Linked DNA regions of Canis lupus: region 2 is linked to region 1. Evidence: chromatin contacts called from public Hi-C data. All regions are on one chromosome and are shown on one strand. Each heading gives the region's core, a stretch centred on a gene start, on an enhancer-like site or on the middle of the called end of the contact. The rest is flanking DNA. Distances are from core to core; before and after follow the strand shown.

What was found. Hi-C and Micro-C count contacts between places; a contact is called where the count stands out from the background.
Region 2: a contact with region 1 is called in a Hi-C map of tumor fibroblasts, with 4 times the contacts expected there. The contact joins the promoter of WNT5B here to the enhancer-like site in region 1. A contact is called at or near these places in 4 of 9 Hi-C or Micro-C datasets (blood, liver, skin fibroblasts and 1 more).

What each region holds. Positions count from the first base shown.
Region 1 is chr27:2,419,604-2,424,833 of UU_Cfam_GSD_1.0, reverse strand. The region is part of intron 1 of WNT5B (protein Wnt-5b); the gene reads left to right. It overlaps FBXL14 (F-box/LRR-repeat protein 14), which reads right to left. Exons shown (of 3, transcript XM_038576336.1): 2 at 260-489; 3 at 1-48. The coding sequence ends at 478. Among named protein-coding and RNA genes, the nearest start is that of FBXL14, 4.7 kb to the right of the region's middle. Within about 2 kb of position 2,488, at least 2 of the 20 cell types and tissues checked have an H3K27ac peak or open chromatin away from gene starts, as enhancers often do.
Region 2 is chr27:2,470,073-2,475,173 of UU_Cfam_GSD_1.0, reverse strand. It overlaps WNT5B (protein Wnt-5b), which reads left to right and starts at 2,569. Exons shown (of 5, transcript XM_038576338.1): 1 at 2,569-2,629. The coding sequence starts at 2,624.

The DNA.
Region 1 (5,230 bases), core at 1,239-3,738:
TTGTCTTTTAAACAAGTAAAAGTTGAAGAGGAATGAGAGAATAAAAACCTGTCTTCCGGGATCCCTGGGTGGCGCAGCGGTTTGGCGCCTGCCTTTGGCCCAGGGCGCGATCCTGGAGACCCAGGATCGAATCCCACGTCGGGCTCCCGGTGCATGGAGCCTGCTTCTCCCTCTGCCTGTGTCTCTGCCTCTCTCTCTCTCTCACTGTGTGCCTATCATAAATAAATAAAAAAAAAAAAAAAAAAAAAAAAAAAAAAACCTGTCTTCCTTTTTTAAGAAAATAATATGAGCTTTTCTGGGTTAACAAACAGCAAGAATAGGAATTCCCACTTCTATTTGTTTTATTTGCAGGGATGTTTAGCAGAGCCCACGCTAGGGCTGCACAGTTAAGATCTCAAGCTTACTTGCACCTGGAAGACTCGACTTTACATAGTACCAAGTGTGCTGGGTTGGCACAGGCAACTCCACCAGGCAAAATCAGAGCAATCCCTGGAAAAGAGGAAAAGACTGAAACTGATCATTTGTGGACATTTAAATTTACTCACCATCTAGAAATAATTCATTTTCTATCCAAGACCTAAGAGTACACGTTCTTATTCTAGCTGTGCACTTACCTTTGCTAAGTTCTCAATGATTAATGGTTGGCAATGATCCAAATATGAATGTCTTATCTGTTTGATACCATTCACTTTGCAAAATATTTTAACTTGCTATGTTTGAACAAAAATGAGAGACGTAGACTAAGCAAAGAACTGCGTTTGAACATAGCTTTCCAGTGTAGAATCCTGTACTCTGAATTAGTTCATCATAAAGTTTCACCCTTGGGGATCCCCAGGTGGCTCAGTGGTTTGGCGCCTGCCTTCGGCCCCAGGCATGATCCTGGAGTCCCGGGATCCAGTCCGACATTGGGCTCCCTGCATGGAACCTGCTTCTCCTTCTGCCTGTGTCTCTCATGAATAAATAAACAGAATCTTTAAAAAAATAAAATAGGGACGCCTGGGTGGCTCAGCGGTGTAGTGCCTGCCTTCGGCCCAGGGCGTGATCCCGGAGTTCCGGGATCGAGTCCCACATCGGGCTCCCTTCATGGAACCTGCTTCTCCCTCTGCCTGTGTCTCTGCCTCTCTCTCTCTCTCTTTCTCATGAATAAATACGTAAAATCTTTAAAAAATAAAAAATAAATAGTTTCACCCTTCCATCCACAGGGGCTCGGAGGGGCACAAAATTTAGGTCTTGCCCTCTACTAAAGGGATAGAATGACCTGAAAAGGGAATGAGGTGAGCTGCAGAGAAGGGCAACAGGGAGAGGACCACTGGGTGACTTCCCATATATCCTCCCCCTCGGCAGCAGGGCAGCCACCAGCAGAGGCCAGGGGCCCTCCCTTTCAGGGGACTGGCAAGAGACGTTTGTCAGAAGCTGCATGAAGTCCTGGTTTTGTTTTACAAATCTGATCTTTTAATCAAGAGGTTCTTGTGCTTTGGAAATACAGTGGTCCCTGAGGGCCACTACCTTTTCCCCTTTGAACATGTGAGTTCACATTTTCTAAGTCAAAAGTGAAAACGGTTCTGCTTATTCCAAGACCAGCGTCTATGTAGTAAGCACTGCAGGCAACCAGCAGGATTTAGGGGAGAGGCCATGCTTCAATTTACATGTCAAGTGTCATTTTTTAGAAGAAAGTTCTTACCTAAAAGGAGACTCCAATAAAAAAAAAAAAGAAACATTTGCTTTTTCAGGTCTTTGTCATTGAATCATGAAAGAATTTGAATTCTCTTAACTATTGAAAGACATGCTGTAAGTCAGGCAAGCATCCTTATCCCCGTTGCCAAATGTGAGGTGAATCGGGTGCTCCTCCCCTCTTTAGGACTGAGAAGTCCCGTAGGAGGGGGACCACAGCAGGGAGAATCATGCAACACTGCCCAGCATTTGTAGCCGGAGGCCTGTCAGGGCCGTTAGGGGACCGCAGAAACCAACTGAACCCCACCATTGCATTTATAATCTTTTCCAGACAGACTTTAAGGGCTACTGCCCAATGAAACTCAGAAAGGAAAGATGTGTGGAGCCCTTTCCCCACACCCCCCCCCCACAGTTCCTATGAGGTTTATTACCTCTAGGTGAGAAAGTTTACACCAAGTTCCCATTTTGAAATGGTTTTTCACTTCTGAAGTGTCAGCAAATACCTGCACCAGTTTTTTTTCTGCCACTCTAAAAACTGCCCTGAAGTGCCTTTTAACTTTTGTAGCACTCACAAAAATATCAAGTCATTTTCTTTGGTGCTTTTAGTCTTTAAAAGCATTTCTTTCCATTCCAATAGGTATGTGGAGATCGGATCCACCCATATTCCCTTTAAGAGTAAGTGCCCTGTGGCCTGAGCTTGTCTGCACTGTGATCAAACAGATACCACTCATTTCTGTGAAGTCACCTTACTGGGACTCAAGGTATGATCAGTAACTGAACTTTCTCAGGAGAACAGAAGGGAGCAGGACTTTGGAACTGGTCCTGCTTTGCGTCCTGGTTTCCCTCAGTTAGTGGCTGGGTGATTTAAGGCAAGCAGTATGCCTTATCTGGAAATCAGGATACCTGTTTCAACAGGCTGTTTTGAGAACTAAAAGAAATTTACAGATACCATGCAAAGCATACCATGGGTTCTCAACACATTCATTTCTTTCCATCCACAAAGGTTGAGAGATAAACAGTTAACCTTGGCTGATGAAAATAAATGGTTTATTCATGGTTTCCAGAGACACTCCAGATATATTAAGTATACCCAATTCAAGGTTGAGAACAGTAGGCCCGTGACCTTAACTTTCAAACATTAATTTACTGACCTTTAGTCAAGCTTATATTTAGCCTTTCAAGTAAAAAAAAAAAAAAAAAGGGTGGAAAACCCTTATTTTTTTTGTATGAAAGTGAGGAATGTGAGCAGAGTCTGAGACTTAGGAGGTGCTCAAATTTTTATTGACTGAATCTGTACAGTCATGCAGTCTTTTGGAGGAAGAAAAAGTCTAAGAACTTACAGCTTGTGGAGCCTTCATGCATTATAGTGTCAAATGCTAAATTAGAAAGCTGACCCTAATTCCAAGTCCCGACTTACTAGGGTTCACACATTTTCTTTTCTTTTCTTTTCTTTTTTTTTTTTCCAGGCAATAAGCACTGTAACCTAAGAGGGAATAAAGAGATCCACACCTTCCCCCAAGAAAAGGAAGATGGATCTAGTGTCAGGCTCAATTAGACCCAATTGTGATGGCTCTCCAAAAAGGAACAATGTAGCTTTTGTGATATGCTCAAGCAGAAAGCTTGGAAATTTTACAAAACAATCCTACCCCAAGAGAAACTTGGGTTCTAGCTCTCTTCCTGGAAAGAGGTGTCTTTGCAGGAAAGTTTTATACCCCTTACTAGCTCTTGCTGGGATCTGTATTTGTTGTTGTTGTTGTTGTTTTTGGTAAAAAAAAAAAAAATCTCAGAAACTAAGACCTATGTGAAACCAGGAATGTGAATGTGAATTACTCTACTGTTAGAGCATTTATACCCTCTGCCACTTCCGCAGCCCAACCACAGGGCGTTGATCATTTAGTTATTGTCTATCAAAGGGAACTCTTTGCTAGAATTGTTGGTATTCATTTATGTGCCCCGAATTCAGTCTAAGAACCCTCACACCACAGTAGACCCGAGTGGCAAGCTTCAGTGCTGGAAGTGCTTAAAATGCAAATGTGCAAGAACTTCTGGCCAACCTCCCCATCCCCCAGGAAAGTGCTTAAATACAGCGGGGCCTGGAGGAGAATGTTAAAAAGAGGGGCTGAACTGCCTTCCTCCTTTCTACCAGGACCCTCACTCACACTGTGAGATTCAGCATGCATGACTGAGCAAAGTAAGCGAGCAGGCAAGGACAGCGTACAGCGTTCTTTTAACTTTTCTGAACAATGGCTTCAGTTCCCTCCACTCTTCACCATTTCACATCCTCCCCACACCCACTCAAAGTGGAAAGCAACCCATCTTTTCTTCCCCACTTCCACATCTCATGACCCCATTATTCAACAGGACCCCTAGATCTCATTTCCACCCTGGGGGAAATTGTGACTCTTACAGATCTAGTTTTTTAAAAGTTCCATTTCTTTAAATTCCCATGTTGTTGACAGTTCAAAACCAAAAATTATATAAGTCTCCAGTCCAGTCACATTTCTAGAAACACAACATTTAGATGTCAGTAGTAAATCTCTTACAGAATAAATTTTTAACTGTGAGCTTACTTACACCACCTAGGATGCACTGAACTCTATACCTTATTTCCTCTTAGAGTACACAAACAGCACCTCCGACTTTGGCATGTACCCAAACACACACTGCCTTCAAAATAATTCACAGATACAAGGTTTTTTGTTTGTTTTTTTTTTTTTTTCAAAAACATACTTCATATTTCCTCTTTTATTATATAAATATCAGTTTAACCTTTTACTGTAAGAATATAAACGTTTTAAGAGGATCTTTGTTATTATTTATACAAATTCACAAACAGTACAATTAATTGATAAAGGTCTCTGGGTTTCTTTAACTCCATGGTCTCTCTTGTTGCAGTGGAGGATTCTAAAAAAATAAACAAACAAAAACTCCAACAAAAATATACATCCTACTCAAAAGCGATTTTTTTTTAAAGCCACAAGTCCCAACCCCCACCAAAATAAAGAAAGCCATCTATTCCTCCATTTAGAAACTGATTTTTGTAAAACCCACAAACACCCATTTTATTAACAGAGATAAGACAGGAGTTTCAGTCTCCTCCCCTTCACGTTACAGCCCCTGGGGCTCCGTAGGCCAACTCTGCTCCTCTGCTTCCAACAGGAAGCCTCACCATGTGACCTTTTTGTGGGGAAAATTGGAAGAGGGTGAGGGTAGGGCAGGATTTGCATATATAATAATCATTTTCAAGACACAATCTGCATCTCAAACAAACAAAAGTTCAATTCTCATTTCTTCCACACATTTGTGCTATAAATTAAGTCAAAATTTACGAACACCGTTGGGCCCTCAAATCCCAATGGGCAAGGAGAAAAAAAAATTATAGCCAGAATGTGGAAGTGGGATATACTGGATGGATGGGGTTTGGGAAGAAGCCAAAACAAAAAAGACGTACAAACCCAATGGGCATCTTTCCAGTCTAGGCACAAAAATGTTTCAGTCTCAAAATATCTCTCTTGTAGAATTCCAGGGCTTCAGAGAAAAAAGTAAACTAAAACGAGGT
Region 2 (5,101 bases), core at 1,320-3,819, 50 kb before region 1:
CAGTGACTCAAGCAATGGGGCGCTCACCACTTCCCCTGGGAATCTGGCCCAGGACTCGGCCCGCTCCTCATTCGAATGTTTTCCCAGTTACTGGGCCACAAGCTCCTTTCCTGGGGGCACTGCAGCTTTCCTCCGTGGGCCCAAGTTTTGACTCATCCTGGACAGAGACTGTGGCAGGAGGGAAAGGACTCTGTGCTGACATTCAGCTGGGGGTGCCGTCTACCACCTGCCCTTCTCCTGAGTCACCAGCTAGATACCAGGCAAAGGTGCCCCTTCTCATGCTCATTTGAGGCCCCAAATGAGCAGTTTATCCCCTAACTCCACCCTTCAGACCTGAAACTTCCTGAGCTGGGAACCCAGCTCAGTCATCTCTGTGTGTGTAGGGCTCGATAAAGGGGTATATGAAGTGGACCCCCAAAAAACCCTAGGCTGCATTCCAGAATGATAGGCCCTTCTAGACAAGACTTCCCCTTGACCTCCTACAAAGACCCTCACCCCAATACTGATGCTTTCTTCTGAGAAGGAGAGGAACTGAGCCTATTTGTGATTTGACAAAGTGGATTGAAAGCTTTTATGACTGCTTTAGACCAGCTCTGCCCCCAATCCCATCTGTCTCCAAAGATAAAGCCTTGAACTAGCTCTCCTCAGTGAAGGCAGGCCCCCCCCCCCCCCCCCCCCCCCCCCCCCCGCCCCCATGCCAATTATAGGCCATTCATTTAAGGTTGCTGGACCTGGTCTCATAAACCCCATTCACTGCGAGGTGAGAAAAGTCGTAGAGAACCTCCGGCCCAAGGCAGCACAATTCCAAGGAAGCCTTTCCCTCTAATTAGTCAGGTATTTGCTAAAACAGCTCTTACTTTCCTTATTGTAAAAGCCAGAGGACAATAGCTCCTTATTGCCCAGCCGATTGTGGTGGGCTCCTGGTCCCTCATTCCCTCAGGCTCCCTGTGGCCCCTTCCCCCACCCAAAGGGGGAGGCTGTCACCTTGTTTGGTTACTAATTAAGAAAAGGCAAAGCCTTAGATTATTACTATTGTTTTGTTTTGTTTCCTCACTGTACTGCACTCAAAGGCAATTTCTTTAGCCAGAGTGACCTCTGACTCAGGGAAGAGAGGGGGGTTTCAGAGTGTAAAAAAAAAAGGCATTTGTAGTGCGCACCTCAAACCTTGCTGGCTGCTGTGCCTTGGTACCCTGTTACTAGGTCTGGAACAGGGTCAGCGGCTGGAGCTGGAGCTTGGAACTCCCCGGACAGATCAGCCAGGGGTGCTGTGAGCTAACTTATCAACAGGACTTGGGCACCTCAATAAAAGTATTTAAACATTGATCTGCGCTGAGGCTAAAAACTGGGCCCCTAGGGACTTTTCAGACTACTAGCTCCCTTTAGCGTGCCAATGTTCTGTGCCTCAGTTTCTCCATAAAAAGGAAGGCCAGTATTTCAGCCCACAAGCCATCAGAGAATGCATTTTCCGTGTGGACACAGTTTACTTGGTGTGCCCTGGTCCGCTAGGTTTCCCTATCCCGGGGGTCTCTGCTGGGCGCTGTAGGAGAGGGTGGGGGTCCAGGGCCAGGGTCCCAGGGGGTGCCTTGGGTTTGTAGAGCGGAAATAACAGAGCGCTCTGCTCTGCTTCTCTGCGGGCACTGAAAGGCGAGCGGACGCGTGCGAGCGGCTGATGCCGACGGAACGGCTGTGGCCGAAACCCTCCCGGCTCCCGGCACCTCCCGCTCCGCAGCGCCGAGGTCGGGGCTCCGGGCCGGGGCGCGGGCGGTCCCGAGGGGCTGCTGGACCCGGGGAGTCCCGCAGGTCCTCTGGGGCGACCAGGTCGGTTCCGGGAGGAGCAGGCGGCGGGAGGGCGGCGCGGGAGGACGGGGCGGGGGGCCTCCGGGCGGGGGGGCCGGGGGAGGCCGGGGGGCCGGGGCGGGGCGGGGCGGGGCGGGCGGCAGGAGGCAGGTGCGGAGGTCACGGTCCCGGGGCCGGGGAGGAGCCCTGCGGAGGGGTGTCGCGCGCTCGGCCGGTGGGAAGGAGCGAGCCGGGGCCGGCGCGGCCGCGGGGGCGGGGGCGGGGGCGGGGGCGGGGGCGGGGGCGGGGGAGGCGCGGGGGGCGGGGCGGAGGCGGCGGAGCCCCCGGGATCCACTCGCCCGGCGCCGGCCCCCGCACTCGGAGCCGCGGCCGCCGCCCGCCCCGCCGCCAGCTCGGGGCGGAAACTTCCTCGGGTCCCGCGCTCCGAGGAGAGCGCGCCCCGGGCCCGGCCTCCCTCCCCGCCCGCCGAGCTCGGGGGTCCCGGCGCCGAGCAGGGCACGCGCTGCCGAGGCCGGGGCCGCCGGGGCAGGGGGCGCTCCCGGGCCCCGCGGAGGCTGCCCGCGCGAGTGGGGACGAGCCGGCGCCCGGCGGGACCCCCGGAGCGCAGCGCAGCGCAGCGGAGCGAGGGAGGGAGGGGGGGAGGGGGGTCCGCGCCTGCAGCCCCGCGCCCGGCGGCGGCCGAAGACTGGGGCGCTCGCTGAGAGGAGCAGGCGGGGTCCCCCGGGCGCCCCCGGAGGCCGGGCCCCCGACCGCGCGCAGCCGGGCCGAGCCGAGCCGAGCCGAGCCGAGCGGCCACCGGAGCCGCGGGCCCGCGGGGCGGCGGGACATGCAGGTAAGCGCCGGCCGCCCGCTGCCGAGGCGCCCCCCGTCCGGGCCCGACCTTCCCGCAGCGGCAGCGGCAGCGGCGCGGGGGCGGGGGCGGGGGCGGGGGCGGCCGCGAACAAAGCGGGGGCGGGGGGCTGTGGGCGAGCGTGCGGGGCTGGGCGCCCAGGGCGGGCGAGGGCGGGCGGGGGGCGGGCAGGTAGCCCGGCCCGGCGCGCGCACCCCCGCAGCCCCGCACCCCCGCAGCCCCGCAGCCCCGCACCCCCGCACCCCTGCACCCCCGCACCCCCGCAGCCCCGGGACGGGCCCCGCGCGAGCCCCTCGCAGCTCCGTTCGCTTTCGCGGGCTTGGCGGGCCCCGCTGGACTCCCGGGCGGGAGGTCTGCGCCCCGCATCGGCGGACTGCAGCGAGGACGCCGTCCAGTTGGGTGCCCGAATCCCTCTGCCTCTGCCTCAGAGCAGGTCCTTTCATTGCTCTTCCGCTCCTCTGCCTCATCCGCCTCTGCCCTGGGAGAAGTGAGAAGTGACCTCTTTCCCCATCTTCTCGTGGAGCCTCCCTCAGTGGCTATTTGGTCATGCACTGTAGTCGGAGCCAAATTTCCTAGAAATTTCCATCCTGCAAATCACTGTGAGAGATGATTCGATGTGCGTGGAGCCGGATTGCTTCTGTTTTGCAAGAGAGAAACTGAAGTGGCTCGGGCGGGGGCGGGGGGGGGTCACCCAGCTGTGAATGGAGGCATCTGCTCTCCACTCTGCCCACCGCCCCCGCCTCGCGGCTTTTGCCACCTGACGGCACTGGCGGCAGCTTTCAGCTACTACCACCCTGGGCAGAGTTTCAGCCTGGTACCTGGAGGAGGAAGGCTCGGGATCATGTTACCAATCCTCTGAACTGCTACAGTCACCCAGGAATGTGCCCACTTGACAGAGAGAGCTGTGATGGGACGCCTGAGCCATGCCCTCCATGTGGGTGCAGAAAACTCTGTGCCAGTTGGGCAGGGCCCAATACCAGCGCTTATGCACACACATGGGTGGAACTGTAGGGTGGCTCCTTCTGTGGCTGGGCCCTAAGGCAACGTAGGGTGCTGGGAGCAGCGGGCACACCCTCAGGAAGCCTGGGGACCCTTTCCCAGGACCCAGCCGCTCCTCCTGCTGTCTGATTCAGATGTGGGCTTATCAAAGGCAGGACTCCGAATCTCAGGCATGGATGAGTGGGTGCCAGGCCCCAAGCTTGTGCCCACACGCCTGTCCAGGCTCAAACACACAAGTCCTGGCAGACATACCAACCTATGAAAGGCTGAGTGGTGGTTTCCCTCCATTTGAAAATAATGTCTGTTCTCTCTTTGACACAGAAGATTTGTGGTTATAAATAGCAAGAAGGAGGTGTGTCTCCTGGGAAGGAAAGGCAATGCTGAGAGACCTCTTTTGCACAATTGCAAGGAGCCATGTAGCTGGGCTCTCCATGGTGATGCCAAGTCCTTGAGTCCAAGGGAAGAGGCAGACTTAACACTAGGTCTCAGCACTAAACTGTGTGGGTGGTGCTGACACCAGGGTAGGAGCTGAATGGAATCAAAGGACCTAAAGAGACAATTTGTGGATGAATACCTAAGGGCAGCCACAGCTCCCTTTCATTTCCTAAAGAAAATCACACAGAGGGCATGTGGCACACTGGGGACAGGTTGGATGGAGGCCTGGGGTTCTGACTGCCAGTAGAGCAGGAGCCAGCCTTGCAGGAGCTTGCTGGCCTTCTTCCATCCATGGACTTCCTACTTTCCCAGGCTCTATTTCTTATATATTTGAGCATGAATATATGAGTGAGGGTGTGTGTGCATTAAGTGTTTGCTCAGGGTGTCTGAAACCAGTCTCCTCTTTAGTCCATTTGGAGGTTGTAATATCTCGAAGGGTGTCTTATTGACTTGAAAAAACTGTTTCCTAAAATTTTTTCTATCCCAAAAGTGTAAGTGAAAGGGCTATTGCCAAATTGCTGGGCGCCATATGCTGTGAAAAGCAGAGTTCTGGGATGGTTATTCACCTGAATATTTCATGCCCCTCCTCCTTACTGCAGTGGCAGTCGGAAGATTTTGTTTGTTTGCTCTTCTTCAAGAAGGGCAGAGGACTAGTTCTAAGTTTTACTTCTAGGATGGTTCTTCTGGTTTCTGGATTGCCACACCTGGCATCTCCAGCAGGGGAGGAAATTTTCATATGAGGTGATAGTTCCAGCCTCCTCTGAAATAGAAACCAACACGTCCACAAAAGCTTGCCTGTTCGCTCTTCTGATTCTGTTCTCCCCAGCTCCTTTTCAAACTACCCGTCCTTTATCTCAGTCTTCTAAATAAGTCTTCCCTCAAACCTCACCTTTGTTCCAGCTCCACCCCTGAATACAATCCTGAGTTTTGGTGGCGGAGGTAGCAGCAGTGGTGGTGGCAGTGGTAGCAGTATAACTCCCTCAGGTCTCCCTCAAGACACACAATGGCACTAATAGAAAG